Regions from separate parts of the Zea mays genome. Here region 2 is linked to region 1. Evidence: chromatin contacts called from public Hi-C data. All regions are on one chromosome and are shown on one strand. Each heading gives the region's core, a stretch centred on a gene start, on an enhancer-like site or on the middle of the called end of the contact. The rest is flanking DNA. Distances are from core to core; before and after follow the strand shown. Region 1 holds the start of LOC100284764 (F-box domain containing protein). Region 2 holds the start of LOC103653942 (putative RNA recognition motif containing family protein).

What was found. A called contact is a pair of places that touch in the nucleus more often than the background predicts.
Region 2: a contact with region 1 is called in a Hi-C map of ear, with 2.6 times the contacts expected there. The contact joins the promoter of LOC103653942 here to the promoter of LOC100284764 in region 1. A contact is called at or near these places in 4 of 25 Hi-C or Micro-C datasets (bundle sheath, ear, leaf and 1 more).

What each region holds. Positions count from the first base shown.
Region 1 is chr4:162,882,432-162,887,471 of Zm-B73-REFERENCE-NAM-5.0, reverse strand. It overlaps LOC100284764 (F-box domain containing protein), which reads left to right and starts at 2,178. Exons shown (of 3, transcript NM_001157659.2): 1 at 2,178-3,251; 2 at 3,351-3,503; 3 at 3,597-4,061. The coding sequence starts at 2,259. The coding sequence ends at 3,887.
Region 2 is chr4:163,112,409-163,117,616 of Zm-B73-REFERENCE-NAM-5.0, reverse strand. LOC103653942 (putative RNA recognition motif containing family protein) reads left to right here and starts at 3,421. Exons shown (of 5, transcript XM_008680754.4): 1 at 3,421-3,573; 2 at 3,951-4,069; 3 at 4,148-4,223; 4 at 4,596-4,679; 5 at 4,766-5,208. The coding sequence starts at 3,957.

The DNA.
Region 1 (5,040 bases), core at 929-3,428:
GACAGTCCGGTGCCCCCATCAGACCGTTGGCCCGGCCACGTGTCACGCGCGGATTGCGCGGCCGACCGTTGGCTCACCGGACAGTCCGGTGAATTATAGCCGTACGCCGCCGTCGAGTTCCCGAGAGCGGCTAGTTGACCAGCGCTAGCCTGGCGCACCGGACACTGTCCGGTGCACCACCGGACAGTCCGGTGCACCCAGACTGAGCAGAGTCTTGGCTGCTTCAGCCAAGTCATTTTCCTTTTGTCTTTTCTCTGATTCTAGCACTTAGACAAATATGTTAGTACACAAAAACCAATGTACTAAGTCTAGAATCATACCTTTGTGTTGATTTGCACTTCATCCACCATTTGGCGCAGTTTAACACTTAAATCATTTTGTGTTGGCACTTAATCACCAAAATACTTAGAAATGGCCCAAGGGCACATTTCCCTTTCACAATATGCGGATGACACTATTTTAGTAATGGAGGCTTGTCCTAAACAGATTTTCTTCCTAAAGGCGATGCTTAATTCCTTTGTTGAATCAACTGGTCTCCATGTCAACTATCACAAATCCAATATATACCCCCATCAATGTTTCAGACCAGAAAATGGAAATTTTAGCAAACACGTTTCATTGCAAGATTGGTTCAATGTCGTTCACCTACTTAGGGCTTCCTTTGGGATTAAAAAAGCACAACCTGGGAGCTTTCCTTCTACTCATTCAGAAGATAGAGAAAAGACTTGCGACAACTTCTGTTTTTCTATCTTAGTCTGGCAGACTGCAAATGGTCAACGCGGTATTTTCCTCCCTACCAATGTATTACATGTGCATCCTCAAGCTCCCGAAATCAGTGATTAAGCATACTGATAAATTCAGAAGGCACTGTTTATGGAGAGGAGCAGATATAAATGCAAAGAAACCTCCCCATGTAGCATGGAAAACAGTTTGTAAACCAAAAGCTCAGGGGGGCTTGGAGTTATAAATCTAGAATTGCAAAACAAAGCCCTCCTAATGAAAAACCACCACAAATTTTATAACAGAGTTGATACTCCGTGGATCAACATAATCTGGGCCAACCACTACAGCAGCACACTACCTTCAGCGAAATTAGTAGGCTCATTCTGGTGGAGGGACATTCTAAAAATTCAAGAATCTTACAAAGAATTAGCTCGGGTGGAGATAGGGGACGGAAAAACAACTCTATTGTGGCATGACAATTGGGACGACATGTGCAAATCTGCAAGCTAATAAGCTATGCAGAACTTTGGTCTTTTGCTTCCAACAAAGACATCACTATACACTAGGCAAGAACGACAGCCTCACATGAGATGTTTCACACTCCTCTGTCTGTTGAAGCATTCGAGCAGTTTCATGCCCTACAAGACTCGTTGGCAAATCTTCCTCAACATGACCAAGGAGACAAATGGTACTGCAATGGTTCCTCTAGCCTGTTTTCTTCACATAAGGCCTATGTTTATATGACTGGTAATGAGTGGACTCGCCCCATCTTTTTCTGGTTATGGAAAACAAAATGTCAACCTAAACACAAGGTTTTCTTTTGGTTACTGCTTAAGACAGATTAAATACTCGTTCATTCCTCAGACATCGATCTATGCAACTGGACTCTTACACTTGCGGCAACTGTATTCTACAACTCAAAGAGACGGTACTCCAATTATTTTTTAGATGCAACTATGCTAGAAGATATTGGCTTTTAATACGCATCACATCGCCAAGAACAGTGGACCTAATCAATACTCTATTGAGGATTAGAATGAGATGGAAAGTACCATGGAGAATGGAAATTATCATTATCATGTTCTGGTGCATTTAAAAAAGCAGGAACAACTGGATATTCAACGAGATCCCGGTCACTGTAGATGCGTGTCGGGAAATGTTCAAAAGAGAAATGAGTCTTGCTTGCCACCGAGTTAAGCCAGAGATAGGTGATAAAATTAGAAGTTGGATTCAAAACTCTGTACCTAGTGGTTCTGTCCTACCCTGTGAATTGTTCATACTTTGCGATGAAGTAATAAAAATAATGTAGTTACTCTACAGTAACTTATCATAAAAAAAAGGTATCGCGTTGCTTGCGGCGCCGCATACCGCGGGCCCGTCGATTCGCTTCGTCTCCGCTGCTTTGCACTTGCGCTGTACTCCTACTTAAACTTCCAATTCCAGTCCTTTAAAAAAACTTCCAATTCCAGTCCTTTAAAAAAACTTCCAATTTCAGTTTCGGAGGAGTTGGTTCTTGGATCGAGGCGCCGGGAGCCATGCGCACCAAACACCTCATCCCTAACAACGCCGCCGGACTCACCTACGCGGCGCGCGACTACTCCGCCGGCGAGGATCACGGCGGGGGCGACGGAGTCGGCGGCGACCCGTTTGAGGGTTTTCCCGACGCGGTGCTGGGGCTGATCGTGTCCAAGCTGCCGTTACGGTCCGCTGTCGCGGCCTCGGCTATCTCGCGCCGGTGGCGCGGCGCTGTCGCCGCTGCGCCCGCGCTGGACCTCGACTTCGCCGCGGCGTTCCCCGCCGCGCCGCGCCGCAGGGCGGCGTTCGCGGCCGCCGTCACTGCCGCGCTTGGGTCCTCCGCTCCGCCGCATCGACACCCGCTCCGTCGCCTCCGCCTCGCGCTCGAGGGTTTCTTTGACCAGGCGTTTGCTGCCTCCGCCGCCGACCACCTCGCCTCGTGGCTCACCGCGGCGGCGGCACGCGGCGTCGAGCGGTTAGAGCTCCACCTCCCGCGCTCCCGCCTCGCCGTTCTTCCGCCCTCCCTCCTGGCCTGCACCAGCCTCACGTCCCTGACACTTCGGCTCGACCGCTACGCACTTCCGCTCCCTTCTTTCACCACATTCACCCGCCTATCCCGCCTCCACATCGCTTGTGTCTCGCTCAATGCGGAGGATGACTTCTTCGGGGACCTCTTCTTGCACTGCAAAGAGGTCCGCTACCTGATTCTTGAAAAATGCCGCGTCGGTGCTCTTCGCCTTACCGGTCCGTCGCGGCTTTGCTCGCTCGCCATCACGGACTGTTCTTGGACGGAGGAGTCGGCTCTTGCTGTTTTTGAGATGCCGGAGCTGCGGATACTCCACTACTCCGGCGCAATAGCAGCTAGGCACATTATTGATGGGGAAGTTTCTTTGGAGGACGTCCTCCTTAACATCGAGAAGCCATTGGTCAAGCCTCGGGAGGCTGCTCTCAGAGAGCTTCTTACTTTGGTTGGCAATGCACGAAGACTTGCTCTTTCACCCTGGTGCATCGAGGTATACCGCATATCTCAACTTCTCTTTGATAGGTAATGTATTTACTATTTAGTGATTGATGAATCTAATTACCAAACCGTGAAAAAAAAAACTCGGAAGCAATTTGCACGTCCAGAGGAATGGTCGAAGTTGCAGTTAGACAAGGTAAGGTGGTTGACATGTATAGTTGAGAGGAGGGAAGAAGGTGCATTATCCATTGTGCCACTGCTATCAAACTGCAGAAATGTGGAAGAGCTCTGCGTGTCTGTTGTGGTGAGATAAGCTTCCTTTTTGTTTTATTAGTTCAGTGCTCTAGTATTTCTTTCAGATTGTCGTGGCAATGACCAACGATGTTCGTTGCTGCAGCCATCGCAGGGCAAATGGAGGCGGAATAGTGGCGATGGAGGAAGTCATGGTGTGCTTGGTGGTAAGAGGGTATCGGTGAAACATCTAAAGGTCGTTAGGATGAAGTACATTGATGAAAGCAGAAGTGGATTTAAACTGGTAAAGGTCCTGCTCAAGAACGCCTCTGCACTGGAGACCATGACAATTGTTCCTTCCATGGATGGCCTTGAGCAGGCCAAGTTTAGGCGTAGGGTGTTGAAGCTGAGGAAGTCCTCTCAAAATGCTAGCGTCCAGTTTTGCACAGCTGGATGATATGATGTGTATGAGTAGAGTAGGTCCATTAGCAAAAGCTCAATGTTGCAGCCCAGGAAGAAAGGCCTGTCCATGAAGGTCTTCCTTTTTCGTCGGGTTACTTTTAGCCTGTGTATGTAGCTGCTAACTGTTGATGAATTCCTTACAGAATTAATGGAACCATTGTCAGTATTCATTTAGTTTAAGCCATCAATTTTCAGTTCTTTGATGAAGTTTCTTTAAACTTAACAGAAATTCTATATTTGTTGAATGTTTACATTTTAAGTATTTTGTACGATGTCAACCAGCAAAAATCTTCTCTGACAATCATGAAAATAGGTTGACCATTTCTCTGGAAGCGAAACAAACGGGCCCATGTATACTTTATGGCCCATTTATGCCTATAAATGGGCTTGCTTTATGCTATGTATATTGTATAGACAACCTATAGTCTCGTTGTGAACTAATTGGCGCAGAAGCAGGCAATGTAAGCCACCTACAACCATCATACTGATCTATATCTAAGAGGATGTAAAGGATGTTGTTTGGCTCAAACTCTAATTTGACTAGTCCTAATTGATCATGGCATGTACGCTTTATAAGAAATTTTGCTCCTTAACATGAGCTAGTTTCCGAGGAGGCTAGAACTGCATCATAGGGCATTCTGAAGTCAATTTAGCTCATCGTTTTGGGATTTACACCATGGTTGTTTTTTCATCCGTAACGCAAAACGAATTCTCCTAGAATGGTTTCAGTAGTCTGCCAGAGTGTTTGGGTATTTTGATGTCTCCCTTTTTTTGGATGAATAGAATTTAAAGAAATTTTTCATGACTAGCCATTTGAGAATCACCTATATCCTTTTTTTTTATTTACATCTCCAGCTTATCTTAAGTCCTAGAAATTAAATATAAGGATCAAAAGATGGACATGCCAATTTCAAGCTTTGATACACTGAGACAACTGCAGATAGAAATTGGAGTAGGAGTTTTAGTTGATAAGAGTCTCAAGAACACTGTGGTGGATGTGAGGAGGCAAGAAGATAGGATTATCTTATTGAATGAGCACTCCTCTACTGCCAATGTCACTCGCATCACACTCAAAGCTCTAGTAGGACAACATTTGAGGTCCTCCACCTCGACACTTTAGCATGCAGCATTGCTTAACACTGATGTGT
Region 2 (5,208 bases), core at 2,172-4,671, 230 kb before region 1:
GACGAAACGTCAACCTTTTCCAATCAAATACCTTATGCTACCCTTATCAACTGCGAGGCTAAGAAGAGTTGATTTTCAACCCTTAATCGATAAGGTTGCCGGAAAGTTGTCCACATGGAACGCCAAAAATCTCACACAAGCGAGAAGGGTTTGCCTTACCAACAAGAAAAGTTATAGAGAAGGTTGACAGAATTCGGACAACGCTTCCTGTGGGTAGGAAATGTTATAAATGAATGCGACACAAATAGGATCAATCACAGAGAAGACACGGATTTAACGTGGAAAACCCCTCCAAAGTGAAGGGGGAAAAACCACGGGCGCCGGCCGGCAACTTCTCACTATTTTTGGGTGGTTACAGATCGCAGGAGATTTACAATTGAGATGGGTATCTCCTGCGGCTTACAAAAATATTTATAGAGGTGAAACCCAAGCCTCCCGGCGACGGGCCTCCGCTTCGCTCGCCAACTTGGCCGCCTTCTTCAGAATTTGGATCACAAACTCAACAGGAAACAATACAATATCGGGAGGAAAGCGCGAAGTTAACTGGGAAAGGACAACACTGCCTAAGGGCCTGTTCGTTTACTCCGAAACGATTCCATTGCAACCGTTCTGATTGGAATAATAAGTTTATTTATACTAGTATTGATTAGATGGAATAGTTTCTAGCCACAATCCGATCTAACCGAATAGGGCGTAAGAGTTGTGGAGGGATGGTCGGCTGGTTGTGTTGAACCTCGAATAACGATCCAGAGTGGTGGGATTGAGATGGCTGTCATGAATCTGTATCTATAGGAAAGTCCTGGTTGGGTACACGTACACCGGTTCCCGCGACAGAAACAGGAATGTACAACCCTCTTCTTCGCGGCATGTACAAACAACCATCAAAATAGAAAATGACCGAACCATAAGGTTCTGGACTGCCGCATGGGCATAGGGGCGAGACACCCAAAAGACATTACACCACATCTAGGACTGGAAACGAGTTGAGCCAAGTTCGGCTTGGCCTGGTCATATTACGAGCCGGGAGATTAGACTCGGATCAGTTTCATTCAGACTCACGAGCTGCCACACCAAGTCTCATTTGGAGCATCTCCAACAAGATGACTTAAAATAGTGCATCAAAAATTAAAATATTACACCATTTAAAGTATTTAGGGCACTAAAACAAATTGCGCTCCAAACAATTAAGCTCTAAATCATGTATTTTAGAAAGTAGGGCACTGAAACAAATTGCGCTTCAACAGTTAAGCGCTAAATCATGTATTTTAGAAAGTATATTATATTTATAGGAAAGAAAATAATGAGAATGGTGTATAAAACAAGGATAGAGCACTAGTCTAGGTGTAGTACATTTGTGTCACTTCATGGTGTGCCCTATATTTTCGTGATAAATATTTGTAAAATAGGACATTATTGAAACTGTTTTTTATATGTTGAGCTCTATATTTTAAGACATGACACTGATTTGAAGATGCTCCTAGAGCACAAAATGTATATTTTCATTATATACAAAATAGAAAATATGTACCAAAAATCTAGGAACATATTTTAGACTATATCTAGCATTAGGTTGGGTCCATAAAAAATCAATAACTTAATGACGTAAAAATAAAAAAACAAAACACCGTATCATTAAGCTGGCTCGAGCTCGCTCAGGCTTGACTCGACTCGTTGTTTGAACGATCTATTTTTATCTTGGGCTCGTTTAGACTCGTGAGCTTTTTTTCGACCCTAACCGTATCTATTCGCGTGATCTATGAAGACGTGGATCCGTGACATCAACCCAAGACGTGGGTTGACCATACACTAGAGGAAATCGTTGCCTTATGAAGCATGGCGCAAACTATTGAACTGCAACCTAGTCAGAAGGGCAAAGTCACGTGGAAACTAACAGCAAATAGCAAGTACATGACATCATCGGCATACAAGGCCCAGTTGTTAGGAACATGCAATACCAAATCTAGATTCTATTGGAAGGCGTGAGCTCAATCGAAATGCAAGTTTTTCGCGTGGTTCATCATACGGAAGCGAGTGTGGACGACGGACAGGCTGGCAAGAAGATGATGACAACATAGTTCGATATGCCATTTGTGTCATAGATATCCGGAAACGGCACATCACCTGATGGCGGAGTGCACATACACGAGAAGAGTATGGGCTCAAATCGCAATTTATACAAAGCAGTAGGAACTGCACCCGATAACGCGACGGTTATGGACATCGACACCTTTAGAATGGTGGACATCCTACGTCCACAACGCACGATGTAAAAGCAATTTGATCTGTTGCCCTAATGGTATCCCGAGAAACTTAGAATGAAAGGAACGACCGAATACTTAGAAATAAGGAAACTTCAGTCATGAGCACAACAACGAAACTATGCCAGCAGATGAGCTCCTAGATTAGTTTCGGGAAGAGTTTAGATAGCTTATCTACACATGATTAGCTGTAACAGATTATTGTAAGACGTTGTTCGGTTACAAGGGAAAAATCCTATCATGGATTTAATCCGGGTTTGGATTGGGTGAATTCCATACATCACACTCAATTCCTATAGTGAGATTAAATCGATTATTTAATCCATTTATCTCTCAAAACTAGTTATTCTTTTGAACCATAGATTTTAATATAATCTTGTGCAATATCTTTATGGATTTGTTCTATACCTAATAAGCTACGGATAAAATCTATGCACTTTATAGTTTAAAAAATTTCTAAACCCTTGAGTTATAATCTATAATAGTTTTAATCGAATAAAAAAATTTAAGTAAATTTAAATTATTTTAGGGTATGAATTGTGACATGGATTTAATTCTAATCCATACTAATCTAAAGCTAGATTGTGGCCGGCTGCATGGATGTAACGAACCTCCTATTTCAATGAAATAGGCACACTCTCGTGCCTCTTTTCTTTAAAAAAATTAAGAAGACCACCAGCAACTTTTCAATAATTCAAGTGGCAGTTCATACACACTGAAAAACTTCTCTTTCAATTAGCTAGTTCCAGTATATCTGTTCTGCAGTCCGCATAGAGAAACAAGTCAGACATAGTATAGAGTAACAGCTTAGTAGAACAGACGACGCCCATTTAGCCATTGCCAACATGCAGCGGAGAGCGGACCTAATGAAAGGAATCTGAGGTACGAGATACCAATGATGATTCGAAACAGCTAGGCCTAGGCTCGCGAGACTCTTCGTTCCTCTGTCCTCTCACTGCCAGCGCCGCCTTCGCCATCCTTGCGCCGCTGTGCTCACCTCGTCGCACCGCCGACTGCGACGAGGGAGGGTTTCCAAGCCGTGGGTGGGGGTCCAATGCGGAAGGAAGATGGCCCCCTGGCCTCTGAGAAAATGGGCTTGGCTGATACCGGCCCATGACTAGGCTACGGCCTAGGAGCATCTGTTCCCTGACGTAGCCACGTCATAGCTCTCCAGAATTAGGCACCATCCTTCCTTGCTCCAACCAGCCCTAGGAAACCGGCAGCAAAATGCGCGCGAGGCGGTTCCATTTCTGCCACCCCATTTCGATCGCGTTCCCAGACACAGGGCGAGGCCGTGGGGATCGCGTCCGTGGAGGTGAGAGCGTAGATTTTGAAATCGCTGGCTCCCTGCGAAAATTCCCGATCCGTAGCAAAACTAATTCAGCGTGTTATTCTCTTTGTCTGTCTCGTGGTTAATGTCGCATTTTGGGGATTAGCTTGGTCGCAGATTGGTATGTGTAGCTGATCGATGCTCTAGGGGGATCCTGGCGCACTTGTCTGAATCTTGTTCATTTGTCTTGTTTGCCAATGCGTTGATTTTTCAACCTTGTACATTGGTAGATTCAGTCAGTTTATATTTCCTAAAAACTGTGTCATTTTAGAAATTCCTTGTGTATTCATCCCGCTTACTACTTTACTAGGCATGGTCGATCAAAGTGCCGATTAATTCTTGTCATCCAACATTTTTTTAAGGCGACCATGGCAGGCACAGGCACGGTAAAGGTCCACAACGTCTCACTTAAAGCATCAGAGCAAGATATTAGTGAGTTCTTCTCATTTTCTGGTGAGATTGTGCATGTAGAATTGAAAAGGTTAGTGCCAATATCATCTCCATGATATATTTCGGTAGCATAAGCGCATGCATGATTTGACCTGGAATGCTTTTGCAGTTGTGATGAGCGGTCACAATTTGCCTACATCACGTTCAGAGATAATCAAGGAGCAGAGAGGGCTATGCTTCTTACGGTATAGGTTTTTGCGTTGGTTTCTACTGTCTGCTACAAATTATTTATGACGATGATCATCTTCATACACTTTGCCAATGAAATAAGGGCCTGCAAATTTAGTATTATATCCACTGATTTTGTTGAATGAGAGATGGTTACTACTACTACTTCTCTTTTTCTAGATTTGAGAGTCCTGAACTTAATATGAATATGCAGTTTGCATACATGGTTTCTTCCATGAAACTGCCGTGTATGATGTGTTCTTGTTATTGGTCTTTAACTACTATATTTTCCATCTCATTTTATTTTCTTGTCTTTTACCTAACATTGTGTTAAAGGTAACCTTTCTACACTTATGAACTCTATTACGTAAATCCGTGCTTTAATGCAGGGAGCGACTATAGAAGATATGGCTGTCATCATCACACCAGCCACCGATTACAAGCTACCGGCGTTTGTTTTAGCTGATCTAGAGGTAGAACCATGTTACATTCAAATCCCCCATTAGCAAAATTTCTTTTAACAAGCTCAGACTCCTAATGCCACCAACTGCATTATCAGTCAAAAAACACTGGTGGCATGGAATCTGCTCTTCAGAAGGCTGAGGATATTGCAGTTTCTATGTTAGCCAAAGGGTTTGTTCTCGGCATGGACGCCGTTGAAAAAGCAAAGGCTTTCGATGAAAAGCATCAGCTCACATCAACTGCAACTGCCAAAGTCGCTTCCCTTGACAGGACAATGGGCTTAAGCCAGAAGTTCAGCACCGGGACCTTAGTGGTGAATGAGAAAATGAAGGAGATGGATGAGAAGTACCAGGTTGCAGAGAAGACCAAGTCAGCATTAGCTGCGGCCGAACAGACTGTCTCTACTGCTAGTTCTGCCATCATGAGTAACAGGTATATCCTTACAGGTGCAGCATGGGTAACTGATGCCTACAACAAGGTTGCAACCACTACAACTGATGCTAGCAAGTCGATAAAGGAAAGGATGATGGCTGAGCAGGA